Linked DNA regions of Zea mays: region 2 is linked to region 1. A link is a contact called in public Hi-C data. All regions are on one chromosome and are shown on one strand. Each heading gives the region's core, a stretch centred on a gene start, on an enhancer-like site or on the middle of the called end of the contact. The rest is flanking DNA. Distances are from core to core; before and after follow the strand shown. Region 1 holds the start of LOC100384464. Region 2 holds the start of LOC100501518.

The links. Hi-C and Micro-C count contacts between places; a contact is called where the count stands out from the background.
Region 2: a contact with region 1 is called in a Hi-C map of leaf, with 4 times the contacts expected there. The contact joins the promoter of LOC100501518 here to the promoter of LOC100384464 in region 1. A contact is called at or near these places in 4 of 25 Hi-C or Micro-C datasets (ear, leaf, root tip and 1 more).

Annotation. Positions count from the first base shown.
Region 1 is chr10:143,201,501-143,205,049 of Zm-B73-REFERENCE-NAM-5.0, forward strand. LOC100384464 reads right to left here and starts at 1,491. Exons shown (of 2, transcript NM_001176996.1): 1 at 1,106-1,491. The coding sequence starts at 1,345.
Region 2 is chr10:143,506,953-143,510,691 of Zm-B73-REFERENCE-NAM-5.0, forward strand. It overlaps LOC100501518, which reads left to right and starts at 1,903. Exons shown (of 3, transcript NM_001357710.1): 1 at 1,903-2,609; 2 at 2,739-2,864; 3 at 3,013-3,368. The coding sequence starts at 2,002. The coding sequence ends at 3,229.

The sequences.
Region 1 (3,549 bases), core at 241-2,740:
CAGATGTCGCACTCTGAGACAGTTCAAGTGCAATTTCTCAGACAAACTAACCAATGTGAAGAAAGCCTCCTTTAGGGTTCACAATGAATCCACGCTCTCAAAAAGTGAAAATCTAACTTTAACTGAACCACCAATTCTGGACAATTTGCCACTCAATTCCCCTCAAACCCTTGAGATTCCACATTGACTTTTCATGCATCATAGACTCACAATCAACAAAGATAATGGTAGGTGGATTCCCCTTTCTATCACTAGCAATAATTCACTGTACTAGATAAGTTATCCTAGTTTCTTAGAAATATTTGTGCCATGTTTTCATTTCAGAACAAAACAAAGTGGAATACACCTTTTTAAATGCCAAAACATACAAAATATAGTAACAAAAGCAAGCATTGCTTCTATGTGAAATTTGTGAAGAAAACTTGAAAACAGAAACAACAATTGGACTAAGAAAGTTTTTAAAAACCCTAATGTGCTGTAAATTAATCAGTACTCTCCCGTTCCAAATTATAAGATATTTTAGTTTTTCTACATACTTTGCTTTTACTATGTATCTAGACACGGTGTATACCTAATTACATAATAAGTGCATAACAAAAGCTATGTATTTAGAAAAGTCAAAATGTATTATCATTTGGAATGGAGGCGGTATGTACTATCCATAGATCTTAGCATTACTAATTTACTATCCACCTACTTCAAAATGTGCAATTGAAAGCATTACGTTCCAACATGTGTGGCACAATGCAAGGATAAATTCTGCAAAATCAGTTTTCTTTTCTCTACTTATCATGAACATATAAAGACTAAGATTTCTGAATGCCCTTCACTGATGGAAATGGTTGCGCAAATAATGCAGCGAAGGTGAACAAGGGGAGTTGTGGACACACTCCTAAACAACTCAAAGTGGACCTATCAAGATAGAAGACCAATTTGGGGACGCTGAGCCTAAAGACGAAGTCACGAACCAGCAATGCATATCATTTTGCCATCAACACAAGAACAATACAGCAGAACATCGTTGTCTGGTGGTCCAGAACAGACCGGCCAATCTAGCGTTACGAGACTAGGGTAGAAAGTTATCTGCCGGACGAGGGATGAATGCCTTGTAGCGGTTGACGAGGTTCTTCCACTTGCACTTGCACTGCTCGGCGGTTCGTCGGTAGCCTCGCTCCCGGAGCCGCGCCGCGACGGCCTCCCACATCGTCTTGGCGCTGCGGCGCGCCGCGACGGCCTCCCGCTCCATCTCCCTGCGCGCCACGATCAGCTCCCGTGTCTCCTGCACGCCCCACTGCGGCACCCTCTCGTCCCTTCCCCCCGCTCCCGCGCCGCCGGCCTCCATCATCTCGCCGCCCCTCCAGCCCCCGTCTCCCCAGAGGCCCAGAGCGACTTGCCCAACGCCAGCACTCCCTAACTTTCTTGCCTCGATTGCAACGGCGAGGCAGCGGCGGCGACGGGGGACAGCAGATTGCAGGCTCTGCGCCTCTGCCCTTGCTTTCTTGCCTCGATTTCCTTGCTCCCCTCGTTTTTCTTCTTGCTTCTCGCCTCTGCCTGCCTCTGCCTGCCATTACTTTTCTGCCCATTCACACAGCTCGGTCTCAGAGAACGGGGCCTGCCGCATTCACACTAGCTGTCTCCCTGCATCCATTTTGATTTCTTTTCTACTCTTTTTCATAGGGGAAAAGGGGGAAATTGACGTTGTTCATTAATGCAAGTGGGCTTTTAGCTGGACTAGACCCTACCGGGTCCGGGCCCGGTGCCGCCCAAGATAACGAGATAATATTCCCTGTCAAAACAAAGCATGTATACTCTAAGATCACTCTTAGACTATTTCTATCAGCTTACCAATCCCTATACTTATATTCAAACCCTATTTTACAAGCAGTGCACTCTACCGTACAAAACAGTTTATAAGGGTAAATTTTAGGTAATTTGCTGGAGTCCGTCTTAATAGAAGTTTCATTATAAATTTCATAAATGAATTAGTACACTATATTTATTATGAAATAGGTGAAACTAGTTTCATCAATATAAAACTATATCAACTCATTTCCAAGGTATTAAAAAGCGTTTGAAACTACCATTAAGACTAACTTATTTCATCTGCATATTTTTCATCTAAATCTATTGACTGTTTAGATGTAACATTTAAATTTTAATCACACGTTAGTCTATAAAATTATTTTATGAAACTCTTTACTGAGAAAACATATTTTATTCTATTTTTCATCTTACTCTTATTGACTGATAACATTGAAAATGGTGTGATAAAACTATCACTAAGAATGACCTAATGCACTCCCAAGAAACAACAATGCTGGGCCCAGATCAGCAACAGCTATTGGAAGTTCAACCATGGCCAATGGGTACAAATTTGCACGACAGCAAGAGCTGAAATTTCACTGGTTTCAAAAAAGAAAATCCCATTCAAGACAATATGGGATGGACAATATAAATTTGTTCTTATATTAGACTAGGCTAGCTTGCTACTGTACCCACTACCAACCCTGCCGGATGAAGCTGGTCATCACGCGGTGGCTTCTGTAGAGAGGCACATGGTGCTTTCTACAGGCTGGGGAAGTTGGAGCTTCCAGTCTGTTGACGCCTTTTCGGAGCGCCAAATACTCAAGAAGAACCGACGGCGGTGGTCTCTAGTCAGGCGCGAACGGTCCGCGGCCTGGGGCCGGATAGTCCGCGACCTGGCGCAGGGGCTAGGGTTTCCTGCCTGACGGCCGGACGGTCCGCGCCCTGGGGCCGGACGGTCCGCGCGTGCGCAGGGGCAGCGGAAGATCGCCGGCGGCGCCTGGATCTCGCTCCCGGGAGGGACCCCGTCGGGGAGAAGAGATCCTAGGTGTTGTCTAGGCTCGGGTCGGCCGACCTAGACTCCTCTAATCGGCATAGAGTCGAAGAGAGGCGAAGAATTTGGGGATCGAGAGGCTAAACTAGAACTAGACTAGAACTACTCCTAATTGTACTGGAAATAAATGCGAATAGAAGTTGTATTGATTCGATTGATGATTACAAATCAGCCGTAGACCTCTCTTTTTGAAAGTTGCCTAGAGGGGGGGTGAATAGGCAAGTTAAAACTTTTTCAACAAAAACTAGAAGCAAACTGGGTAAAACTGAATTGATCTCAAAATTCACCCAGTTAACTTTGGAAATGAGATGTTCTAAATGATCCACAGGGTTCAAAGTAGTAGATCTGAGAAGGGCACTTCTCAAAATCCACACACCAAAAAGATATAAACAAATCTTCCACGCAATGGTGAGAGAACGAAGAACACAAACACACAATGAGCAAGAACACAAGAGACACAAGATTTATCCCGAGGTTCGGTCACACCACTAAGGTGCCCTACTTCCTCGTTGAGGCGCCCACAAAGAGTCGGGTCTCTTTCAACCCTAATCCTCCCTTTGCCGACCACAAAGGTCAAGCCCACACAATAATCTTTGCTCAAACGAGCGGGTAATACAAACTTTCTTGTGGTCTTCCACAAGATTTGGAGACTCACAAGAGACACCTAGTCGTCTAGGAGCTAGAAGCTCCAA
Region 2 (3,739 bases), core at 653-3,152, 310 kb after region 1:
GTCCGTTCACCCTTCCTCTGTTTCAAAATAAAGAAAAGACGCGGATATATGTATCGGGGGGAAATCAGAAGAACCAGGATCCACGCCAACGTACAGTATACTCGCTTCAGTTCCTGCTTAAAATCAGGTCCCCGTGTGAAAGAGCTCAAAGTTTGTGCGACGAATATAATATTTTTATTTTTAATCCCCCCGATTGACCTACTCCTCCGAATCGGTGCAGGATTTGTTCAGCTCATCTCCGAGTCTGAACTAAAACCATCGTCGTCAGACTGCCAGAGGCCACTGCAACTACAACCACTTTGGCTACTCTGCAACATGGCGTGATAGTTTAAGGGATCGGTGGCCTCGTCTCGTCTGTCTGTTACAACGGCAGGAGGGACACATACCTGGCGTGATCGTTTTTCCAAATATATGCAACTTGCCAAGTCTGTTGAGAAAAAAAAAAGGCACGGGAGGGAAGATATGCAAATTCGCCCCGAACCGTGGATTTTGCGGAGCCACTTGGCTAGGCTTAGAGCATCTCCAACAACGTGACCTATAAAAATATCTTATAATTTAAAAATAAGTAAATTTTATAGAATTTAGGACACCAACAAAACACTTCGCTCCAACAGTAAAGCCCTAAATCTAGATTATAGGGCAGCCCACTACGGTGTAGTATATTTGAGGCACTTGAGAAGGTGCCCTATAGTTTTTTGACAAAATTTATTGAATTGAGGCACTGTTGGAGTAGTTTTTCTTGTGTAGAGCCCTATATTTCAATTTGAGGCACTAGTTTGAGGCATTGTTGGAGATGCTCTTACATGTTATAATTGACGGTTCGGACGTGTAAACGCTTTGCCTAGCGTAGTTGTCAAACCAAATTGTATTATTCAGAATCAAGCGCGCAGATCGCCCGTCAGCTTTTTTTTGTATATATTTAAATATGAAAAGGGAGAGGGGAAAGAAAGACTCGTCCGTCCACTGCTCGCGATAGGTTAAGCGGCCCATAAGTGTCGGAGATGGTTCAACTCCTCCCGATCACGCGAGAAGATATGCCAGCTCTCTAGCACACTTCGTCAACGCGATATAAAAAAAAAGATGCATAAAGGATCCGGAGACGCGCGAAAGTTCTCAAAGCAGGCGTGCAAATTCCTCTACCCGGCCCAGACCATTAGAAAAAACAAAAAATAAGGAGATAGGAGTAGATAACAACATCTCCAAGGGACACCGCTAAAGCGAGAAATGGTGCGCCTTTTTTTTAATCATGCCCATTACTACTATTTTACTCCCTAGTTTAATTTATCGTCTAAAATACTTGTGCGCATCATTATTGCCCTCCCCCGTAGTTGACTTCGAAGCAAAGACACATATGGGTGCGATGCTGGAAATAAAGGCTTAGAAAACTGAATTTTTCTTCTTATCTCCAAAGTCCACTACCTATCTCATGGATGGCCAAGACGTCACCATCATTCACACACATACGACGTATTTGAGCATTTTACACAGAACACCCCATCTTTGTCTCAATTATTGGGGAAGCGATTCAAGAGATCTGGAGAGGCCAGGGTGTTAATATACTCCACCACGGACCAACACAACACATATGATTTTTGTTAGCTTACGAATGCTTGTTATGTTTGTTTATCAACCTTTTTTTAGTACCACTACCCGAGATCTAAAAGTGGACCTAAAAAAATCAATAATAAAGAGAGAGAGACGCCAGAACTGGCCAAAGTGGCGAAGGCGTGACCACATCGATATTTGTAGGAATCCAACGGGCTGCTCCAGAAAAAAGCAGCAGCACCCATTGACTCGCATCTTCCTCCCCCCTCCCCTGCTCAGCTCTCCCCACCATTTCCACCTATAAAGCCGGTCCGCGGCATCCCTTCCGACCTCCACCTCCTCCCTTCCCGACCCAATTCTCCTCAATCAAAGAAAGTCCCCACGCAGAGCAAGCCAAGATCTGCGCCGCGGCGAAGCAAATCAAAGCAAAGCAAAGCAAAGCACCGGCTGGCTCCCATGGCCGTGGACCTGATGGGGTGCTACGCCCCGCGCCGCGCCAACGACCAGCTCGCCATCCAGGAGGCGGCGGCGGCGGGGCTCCGCAGCCTGGAGCTCCTCGTGTCGTCGCTGTCCACGCAGGCCGCCGCGCCGCACAGGGCCGCGGCTCACCAGCTGCAGAAGCCGCCTTCGCAGCCGCCGATCGGCGAGATCGCCGACCAGGCCGTCTCCAGGTTCCGCAAGGTCATCTCCATCCTGGACCGCACCGGCCACGCCCGCTTCCGGCGCGGGCCCGTGGTCGAGGCGCCGCCACCGGTGCCTCCTCCGGCCGTCTCCGCTCCCGCTCTCCCCGTGGCGCACGTGGTGGCTCCCGTCGGCGCGGCGCAGCCCCAGAGCCTGACCCTGGACTTCACGAAGCCGAACCTGGCCGTGTCGGGCGGCGCCACGTCCGTCACCTCCACGTCCTTCTTCTCCTCGGTCACGGCCGGCGAGGGCAGCGTGTCCAAGGGCCGCAGCCTGGTGTCCTCCGGCAAGCCGCCGCTGTCCGGCCACAAGCGGAAGCCCTGCGCCGGCGCGCACTCCGAGGCCACCACCAACGGCAGCCGCTGCCACTGCTCCAAGAGAAGGTAAAATAACGCCGATGTCTCCAAGCTAATTAAAGGCTTGCTCACAAACAACAACAACACCAACAAAAGGAAGACACCACTTGTCATCTTCTAACCCTGGCCGCTGCCTTAATTGTTTTCGATTGACAGGAAAAACCGCGTGAAGAGGACCATCAGAGTGCCGGCGATCAGCGCCAAGATCGCGGACATCCCGCCGGACGAGTACTCGTGGAGGAAGTACGGCCAGAAGCCCATCAAGGGCTCCCCCTACCCACGGTAAGTCGTCTGTAAAATCCAATCTCCTCCTACGGACCTGTCGGCATCGCTCGCCCGCTCGGCGCTCGGCTCTTCTTTACCGTCGTCTCCGACTATCCGCGCCGACGAATCTGACTCTTCTCTCGCCGCCATCTGGTTTCCAATCCAGGGGCTACTACAAGTGCAGCACCGTGCGCGGGTGCCCGGCGAGGAAGCACGTGGAGCGCGCCACCGACGACCCGGCCATGCTGGTGGTGACGTACGAGGGCGAGCACCGCCACACGCCGGGCGCGCCCGCGCCCGCGCCCAGCCCCCTGGCGGCCGCGTCGCCGGTGCCCGCCTCCGCCGCCGCCGCCGTCTCCGCCGGCAACAACGGGCTTGTCTAGTCTAGAGCCTAGGATTAGCTTCTTCGTTCTTCATTTTGAGCTGATCCCCACCGCTCGATCTGACGCCCGTGTAAAAAAAAAAACAAACGAACAAGGTTGTTGTAGAAAGAAGAGGGAGAGGACACCTTCGACGAAACGACTTGGTTCTCTCGTAACCCCCCGATCGGTGCTGGATCCGTTTCTGTGGTTCTTTTTTTTTTCTGGCTCAGGAAAATAGTAGTAGCGCTCGAAATCAGACGGGGATCGTGTCTGCTGACCATCCAGATCTGTCGCGGCTGTGGCAGTAATAAACGAGTAGTAGTAGAAATCGTATCCTCGGGCGTGGTTAGGAAAGCAGTTTCGACGACGGACGGACGGACCATTGACCCCCGAGTTTATTTTTTAATAAATGCGGCGCACTTGTCCGCGGGCGGGACAGCTCATCGTCCCGCTTAAACAAAGCGCAATAAATGGACGGGACCTGCCTTCTGTGCAGAGGTCAAGGCGTCAAGCCTAGTGGGGCGCACCAGC